Regions from separate parts of the Hordeum vulgare genome. Here region 2 is linked to region 1. The links are chromatin contacts, called in public Hi-C maps. All regions are on one chromosome and are shown on one strand. The core of a region is the stretch at or near the end of the contact, and the rest is flanking DNA. Distances in the headings are between cores, read along the strand shown. Region 1 holds the start of LOC123438320 (scarecrow-like protein 6). Region 2 has its middle 66 kb from the start of LOC123411435.

The links. Hi-C and Micro-C count contacts between places; a contact is called where the count stands out from the background.
Region 2: a Hi-C map of seedling shows a contact between it and region 1, with 2.0 times the contacts expected there. The contact joins the enhancer-like site here to the promoter of LOC123438320 in region 1. A contact is called at or near these places in 2 of 6 Hi-C or Micro-C datasets (leaf and seedling).

Annotation. Positions count from the first base shown.
Region 1 is chr1H:373,728,077-373,732,549 of MorexV3_pseudomolecules_assembly, reverse strand. LOC123438320 (scarecrow-like protein 6) reads left to right here and starts at 1,682. Exons shown (of 1, transcript XM_045115769.1): 1 at 1,682-3,887. The coding sequence starts at 1,683. The coding sequence ends at 3,536.
Region 2 is chr1H:374,009,184-374,013,614 of MorexV3_pseudomolecules_assembly, reverse strand. No RefSeq gene overlaps it. Among protein-coding and RNA genes, the nearest start is that of LOC123411435, 66 kb to the left of the region's middle. Within about 2 kb of position 2,509, at least 3 of the 3 cell types and tissues checked have open chromatin away from gene starts, as enhancers often do. A contact at or near this core is called in leaf and seedling, where this site is marked.

The DNA of each region.
Region 1 (4,473 bases), core at 433-2,932:
GGACGCACGTCCCGTCCATCCATGCGGTCTCCATTTAAATGCAAATGCAACCAATTTTAAACCGGTATGGGTTCAAGACAAACAGAAAACAGACCCAATCCGTTTGTGTTTGCACGTTGGGCCATACTTTGTATCGATTTTGCTCTAAACGAAGGTGGCCGAACGATTTGGGGTCACGACCTGGAGCTGTCCTAAGCACACGTTGTGTATAAGAGTATACTGTGGCGGGAGTCTCGAAGACTAACGAGTCTTGAGGATTACAGATTTAAACACAGATCGACTCTGAAGACCGAACCTTTTGTGGATAAAAGCAATGATGCTTTAGCATGCTCTCAAGCAAAGTAATCAAGAGAGAGAGAGAGAGAGAAAGGGATGACAGAGAGGGGGTCATATAATGCAGTGAGATCAAGTGTTTAACTGGAGAGACGTCATGGGTCAAAAGCTGACGCCAGTGAGTGAAATGATGGTGCATTTTGGAGCAAACAGGTGCTTCAGCTTTCTAACTTTGCTCTTTCATCCTCTTTTCGGGTGTCTCGTTGATTATTTATCCATTCATCTTTGGGACTCGAAGCCCTCCTCTCGTTGATATACTCCTGGCCTGGCCAGCCTGAAAAATAGCGATGCAGCAACTGCCTGAAGGAAGACGCAGCCATGAATGAATTCATGATATGCATGATGCCAATTGGGATTTCTCAGTTGTGGTGTGACCAAAGGAATGAACATTGATTGCACTGACTGCACGAAGGAATTTCCCAGGGGGTCCTTGTATGCCAGAGATTGGCAGTTCTGCTGTCCTTCATGATAAAGCGAAAAATAAGATCCAATCACACGCAGCAAACCATAACTAATGACGGAACATGCAGCTCCTGATAAACCGAAACTTTTCGAGGCCATGGCAAACAAATTACTACTAGTACTGAGATGGTGAAGACTTTTCCACAACAGCACCAGCAACAACAACAGTTGTAAAGATTAGCTAGCGGCTAGAGGAGCCTAGACTAGATCAGCATATAGATTTGTGGCAAGGGCATGGAAACTAGCGCACATGCAGAGGAGGGGTACGAGCGAGCCACAAGTGTACTGTTCCTTCCTGCAAACAGTTTTATGTCCGCAGATACATCCCTCTCTCTCACCATCAGGAATTTTGCACTGCCTTTTTCTTTCATCCTTTCTTTCTGTTGTTGCCACCGAACCGTGAGCTACAGTACGAAAGGCATTGCAGAGAAGGAGAGAAAGTGGTCTAGTTGAAGCAGTAGGAGAGGGAGAGGGAGAGGGAGAGGAGGAAGGCAAGTACTCAGCGGGACGGGAGGGAAGGCAACTTTATCGCCTTTTTCATGTTGCACGCTATCATTTCAAGATCAAGACGCTGCCGAGAGAATAAAATACTCTCGCTCTCTCCCACAGCCTCCGCCTCACATCACACACGCAAAGAGGAGAGGGACAGGGGCCAGCCACAGCGACAGCAGTACAAGCGTGGTGCTGCTGGTAGCGGTAGCCTATTACTACTACTACGACTGTGCACTACCAATGGCCCCGTAGACTCCACACCAGAGCCAACTTTGGAGGTCGACGGAGGAAGGAGGAAGAAGAGTAGCTAGCCTAGGCCAGCCGCCAGCACCGAGTTCTTCTTCCGCGGGGTTGACTGGTGGTATGAGGTGTTGCTGCCGGGCTAGATGAGAGGAATGCCCTTTGCTGCAGAGGGCCACGCGGGGAGACTGCAACAGCCCAAGCTGAGCGGCGGCTTCTGGGCGGAGCCCACGTCCGTGCTCGACCGCCGACACAGCCCCAGCCCAAGCCCGCCCTCCTCGGCCTCCACGCTGTCGTCCGAGGTGGCGAGCCTTGTGGGCGGCGGCGACGCCAAGAACGCCTCCCCACCGCCGCCGCAGACATGGCCGGCCGGGGAGGAGGTTGGTGCTGCGGCGGGGGTCAAGGAGGAGTGGGCGCACCAGCTGGCGCCGCTCGACATGGGCCTCGGCGCCGGCGAGGGCTGGGACGGCACGGCGCCGTCCGGGCTCGCTGGCCCTGACAGCACCTTCCTCCGCTGGATCATTGGCGGCGGGGAGGACGCGTCCGCGGGGATGGCCGGCGTCATGGATCCGCCCGCTCTCGAGCTCGACCACACCACGTCTATGATGTCGCCGCCAACGGCGTCTCTCGGGCCAAGCCTGTCGCCGTTCGCGCCGGCCATGGAGGACGCCAAGGTGGGCCCTTTCGGCCACGCGCCCAGCTTCCTGCTCCACCAGCACCAGCACCACCCCCAGCCACACGCGGCGTTCTTTGGCGCGCACCCGTCCTTCGAGTCGGCGCCGCCGCCGCCCAAGCGCCACCACCCGATGGCCGGCGCTCCTGCACCGAAGCTGCCTGGCTTCCAGGGGCATCTCGCTCCGGCGGGCGGGTTCTTCCCCGCCCTGAAGCCCAAGGCGGGGGCGGCGAACGACGAGGTGGCCGCCACGGTGGACCAGCTCGCCGAGGCTGCTAAGTTTGCCGAGGCGGGCGACGCCTTCGGCGCACGCGAGATATTGGCGCGGCTCAATTATCGGCTCCCCGCCGCCCCCGCGGCCGGGACGCCACTCCTCCGCTCTGCCTTCTACTTCAAGGAGGCTTTGCGCCTTGCGCTCTCCCCCACCGGAGAGACGCCCGCGCCGCCGGCGTCCACGCCGTACGACGTGGTACTCAAGCTCGGCGCGTACAAGGCCTTCTCCGAGGTTTCTCCGGTGCTCCAGTTCGCGCACCTTACCTGCGTCCAGGCGGTGCTCGACGAGCTCCGTGGCGCAGGGTGCATCCACGTGCTCGACTTCGACATCGGCATGGGCGAGCAGTGGGCGTCGCTGATGCAGGAGCTCGCGCAGCGCCGCCCGGCAACGGCACTCAAGGTCACCGCATTGGTCTCGCCGTCGTCGCACCACCCGCTCGAGCTGCAGCTCATCCACGAGAACCTATCCAGCTTCGCCGCCGAGCTTGGCGTGTTCTTCCAGTTCACCGTATTCAACATCGACACGCTCGACCCCGCTGAGCTCGTGGCCATCGCTGGCGGGGACGCGCTCGCCGTCCACCTCCCCGTCGGCGCAGCACACGCGGCCGCAATGCCCGCCGTCCTCCGCCTCGTGAAGAGCCTCGGCGCCAAGGTCGTCGTGTCCGTGGACCGCGGGTGCGACCGCACGGAGCTGCCCTTCGCCGCCCACCTGTTCCAGGCGTTCCAGTCCACCGTCTTCCTCCTCGAGTCCGTCGACGCCGTGGGCACGGATCCCGACACGGCCAGCAAGATCGAACGGTTCCTGGTCCAGCCGGCCGTGGAGCAATGCGTGGTCGGGCGCCACCGCGCGTCCATCGAAAAGGCGCCACTGCCGTGGCGAGCAGTGTTCGCGTCGGCCGGGTTCACGCCGGTGCAGGCTAGCACGTTCGCGGAGTCGCAGGCCGAGTCATTGCTGCACAAGGTGCCCGTCCGGGGGTTCCGCGTCGAGAAACACGCCCCGGGGTCGCTCTGCCTCTACTGGCAGCGCGCCGAGCTTGTGTCGGTCTCGGCGTGGCGGTGCTGACAGCCCCGACCTGCTCGCCGGCGTCGGCGTCAAAAGAAGCCGATCGATCTTAGTTAGGACTAATGATCCTACCACAAGTATTTCGTCGTTGTAATGATCCGAATCCGTCTGATCCGATCACCTCCCGCTTAGTGTCCTAAATTGGAAGTACTATGTTGTTAATGGTGTCGCCTTGCATTTGCCGCTGGTTGCTCGATATGCTCAAACTGTCGTGTCAGTTGATCACGAGTAGAATTGGCATGGCTTTGGCTTGGCAGGTTGCAGGGTGCGTGTGTCGTGGTGCAGTGCGTTTCTACCCTACGTGTTGCTACTCTATAGCTGTGAAATTAATGGTGATGGCGTTTTCAAATATTTCTTCTCCCGCTTCCTCTGTCCTTGACCGTTCTATTCTCCACTTGTCTTACCTGCCGGTTGTTTTTGCCGGTTGTTTTTGGGCCTTTCACAACACGGATCGGGGAACATGTCCCACGGAGCACGGACGTCCGTATGAACGCCTACCATTCAACCGTGATCACCAAGTGTTCGCACGAAAGCTAGCAAGTTCGATATATTGCATGCAAACTGGATAAAATTTAACAAGTTCAAAACGAACTTAAAGTAAACTAAAAGACTAGGCAATTAGGCATGGTAGCTGGCGGTGACCTTGTAGGGCCATGCTTATAGGACCATCGACACCTTCGTCATCGTGCCAACGACGGAAGGCCCGCCAGTGTCATGCCTTTCGTAGCTCCCGTTTGATCTGTTGTTGGGACACGATGGAGGTTGGTAGGAGCGGCAGCCACCTCGCCCCAGGCCTTCTCCGCATCGGTTTTCATCGCGGCAGCCGACGAAGGCGTGGAAGAGAAAAATGAGTGCGTGGATAAGATTTGTGGAGGAGGAGGTTAGAGGCCTTAAAACCGAAGTAGGATTCTCGATTGTGCAAATGGTTATAGAGCGG
Region 2 (4,431 bases), core at 1,260-3,759, 280 kb before region 1:
ATGTCGAATTGTTTCGCTGTTGACGCCACCTGGAACACCACAACATAATGGTGTATCCGAAATCGAACCTTATTGGATATGGCGTGTTCTATGATGTCTCTTGCCAATTTGCCACTATCATTTTGGGGTTATGTGTTAGAGACAACTGCATTCACTTTAAATAGGGCATCATCTAAATCCGTTGAGACGACGACATATGAACTATGATTTGGCAAGAAACCAAAGTTGTCGTTTCTTAAAGATTGGGGATGCGATGCTTATGTCAAAAATCTTCAGCCGGAAAAGCTTGAATCCAAAGTGGAGAAATGCATCTTCATAGGATACCCCAAAAGAGACGGTTGGGTATACCTTCTATCTCAGATCCGAAGGCAAAGTGTTTGTCGCTAAAAATAGAACATTTCGCGAGAAAGAGTTTCTGTGGAATGAATTGAGTGGGAGGAAGATAGAACTTGATGAGGTTGTTGAACCTTTACTTCAACCAAAGAGTGGCGCACCGTAGAAAGATGTTTCTGCGGAGCATACATCAATTGAAGATGAAGCTAATGATGATGATTGTGGAGCTTCAGATCAAGTTACTATCGAACCTCGTAGGTCGACAAGGGCACACATTGCTCGTGAGTGGTACGGTAACCCTGTCTTAACGGTCATGTTGTTGGACAACAATGAACCTACGAGCTATGAAGAAGTGATGGTGGGCCCGAATTCCAACAAATAGTTAGAGGCCATGAAACCCGAGATAGGATCCATGTATGAAAACAAAGTATGGACTTTGGAAGTATTACTAGAAGGGCTAAAGGCCCTTTAGAATAAATGAATCTTTAAGAACAAGACGGACGCGGGTGGTAATGTCATCGTCTATAAAGCTCGACTTGTGGCAAAAGGTTTTTCACAGGTTCAAGGAGCTGACTACGATGATACTATCTCACCTATAGCGATGCTTAAGTCTGTCAAAATCATGTTAGCAGCAGCCGCATTTTTCGATTATGAAATTTGGCAGATGGATGTCAAAACATCATTTCTTAATGGTTTCCTTAAGGAAGTGTGGTATATGATGCAACCGGAAGGTTTTGTCGATCCACAGAATACTGACAAGTATGCAAGCTCCAGCGATCCACTTATGGACTAGTGCAAGAATCTCGGAGTTGGAATCAGCGCTTTGATGAGGTGATCAAAGCATTTAGCTTTATACAAGTTTTGGACAAGCTTGTATTTACAAGAAAGTGAGTGGGAGCTCTATAGCGTTTCAAATATTATATGTGGATGACATATTACTAATTGGAAACAATATAGATTTTTTGGGAAGCGTAAAGAAATATTTGACCAAGAGTTTTTCAATGAAGGACCTAGGAGAAGAGCTATCATATTAGGCATCAAGATAATAGAGATAGATCAATACGCCTAATAGGACTTTCACACAACACATAACTTGACAAATCAGCCGGAATTTGAAATGTTTTTCTAGATTATTGAAAAAATGTTCCGGAATTTGAAAAAATGCTCTGGAATTTTAAAACAAAATCTGAATTGCTAATCGAAATATTTCTTATTTTACAAAAAAATGTTCCGAAATTTGAAAAAATGTTCCGGAAATCGGAAAGTATTCTCGCATTTGAAAAAACGTTCTAGAATTTGAAAAAATAGAAAAACAATTATTAGAATTATTTCAAACAACAAAATAAGCTGGGTCACAATGTTATTATTTTCACATTTGTATAAAAAATCATATTTTACGAAAAATCTTTTGTTTTATTAAATTGTTCACAAATGGAAAACTTGTTCAAATTTTGTTCACCAATTCTGAAAATATTCATTATTTTAAAATGTTCGGGGATTTTAGAAAATATTCTTCATTTTCTAAAAAAAGGTTTTCCTTTTCAAAAAATGTACGTAAGTTCAAAAAATGATCTGTTTCAAAAAGTGTACATAAGTTCATTTAATGTTAACCGCTTGAATAATTATTCACAACTTTTCAGAAATGTTTGTGTTTCCAACAAAAATCTCGTATTAGAAAACTGCACAACTTTTCAAAAGATGTTCCCGTTTGCAAAAAGGTACATTTTGCAAAAGATGAACGTTTTCCAAAAGAATGGTCAAAATAATTCTTTTTTTTTCAAAAATTGCACATTTTTGTAGCTTCTGAACATTTTACGGAATTTTGATTTTTTTTTTCTGAAGAACAAGAAACAGAAGAATAAGTAAATAAAATGAGTAGCATAAAAACTGAAAAAGAAAAGGAGAAAAGGAATCAAAAAAAGGAAAAGAAATAAACTAAAAAGAAACTAAAAAGAAACAAAAAAATAATAAATTAAAAAAACAGAAAAATCCCTATAAATACTAGTTTAAGATCCTTCTAGAAGGTTTCCAAAACCGGTTACGAACCTTCTAGAAAGGTCCAAAAATCGGACGGTGTACCTTGTGCGTTCTCACGCAATTGGGCCGGTCCATTTCGATTGCCTGTTGGTTCGTCTTTGTACGAATGGTTGACACCGTGCCGCAATGAGCGATGTATAGGACGTCCCGCTCCTACCTACCGTTCGTTGCAACAGAGACGAGCTGCAAGGCACAGGGGCTCTCCCCAACTAGGCCGGTCCAGCTTATTTTTTGTTAAATCCAATTTTTCTATTTTTTTTTCTTTTTCTGCTTATTTCCTTTTTTTGTTAGCTTTTCTTTCTTTTTTGCTTTTCTTTTCGTATTTTAAGAAAAAACCATTTCTTGAATATGTAGAAAAATTTGAAAGCGCGAATAAATTTTTAAAGCACGAATATTATATTAATTTTGAGAACAAATTAAGAAACCGAGAACAATTTTGAGAAATCTTGAACAAATTTTGGAGCGCGAACAATTTTTTAAAGTACGAACATTATTTCAATCTTGCGAACAAAATTTTCAAAATAAAAACAATTTAAAAAAATTCGAACAAATTTGAAAGCGCAAACATTTTTCGAATTTTGAGAACAAATTTGAAACTGAGAACAATTATGAAAAACCGTGAAGAAATATGGAAGCGCGAACAATTTTTTAAAGCTTGAATATTTTTTGAAACTTGATAACAAAATTTTGAAAGGGAGATAAATTTTTTAAAGCACATTTTTTTAATTTTGAGAACAAATTTTAAAACTGAGAACAATTTTAAAAATCATGTACAAATTTGGAAGTGCGAACCTTTTTTTAAAGCACGATTTTTTTTTAAATCTTGAGAACAAAATTTGGAACAGAAGAACAATTTTGAAAAAGTCCCGAACAAATTTGAAAGCGCGAACAAATTTTTAAAGCACAAACATTTTTTGAATTATGAGAACAAATTTAGAAACCGAGAACAATTTTGAAAAATCCTGAACAAATTTGGAAGCACGGACAATTTCTTGAATCTTGAGAACAAAATTTTGAAACGGAAAAGAATTTTTAAAAATCCTGAACAAATTTGGAAATGCAAACAAGTTTGAACATTTTTTAAAACAAAAAACAAATTTATAAAGCATTAACATTTTTTGAATCTTGAGAACAAATTTAAAAAATGAGAACAATTTTGAAAAATCGTAAGCAAATTTGGAGGCGCGAGCAATTTTTTAAACATTTGTCAAACATTTTTAAGTCGAGATTTTTTTTAAAGAAGGAACAATTTTTAAACATTTTACAATTTGAAGAATAATTTCTGAAAACCAGAACATTTTTGGAAAATCCAGAACTTTAGAAGATCTCCCTCATTGTTACCCCCCCAAAAAAGCTCGTGTGCTTGCCACCCCTATCACATGTCATGATGTTGCAAGTATGAGTTTTTATTACCCGCTGCACCGGACGAGACCTCACTTGCAGCACACTTAGATGTGTGATTGTGGTATTGTTTTTATGGGGGACAATCGCGTTTTGTGATTCATCCGATGATGATGCGATGAATGCAATGATGGGTCTTGTAACATGACAGTTCATGTTGTCAACAACATACAGGTATCTTGATGGCGGCAATTTTCATTATGGGTCATGTTGCACGGAGATTTGCAACATTGGTCATGTTTCACAGAAGTTGCGATGGCTACAATTTTCTCTCTCACAATGACTCAATTCAATAGGGGTCATGTTGCAAACCGTGAGCGCAATATGGCTCATGTTGCAAAGCAATTGTCTTTATAAATCTTCAAGCACAACATGATTTATATTGCAAACCTTCAAGTGCAATATGGCTCATGTTGCACCCACTTGTCGACTCCATGGGGTGTCTCCGTAGATCACAATAACTCGCGACTCACCAACATGAGTCAGTTTCGCTCGTCCTTTTCCATTTCTTAAATTATATGACCATTAATTTGGAAATTCATGTTTTTCAAACTTTGTCAAAAATAATATTTTTTTGAACATTTTTCAAATTTGCGAATATTTTTTGTACTTCATGGATATTTTTTATACTTCACGGAGGTTGTTTAGACTCATGACCAT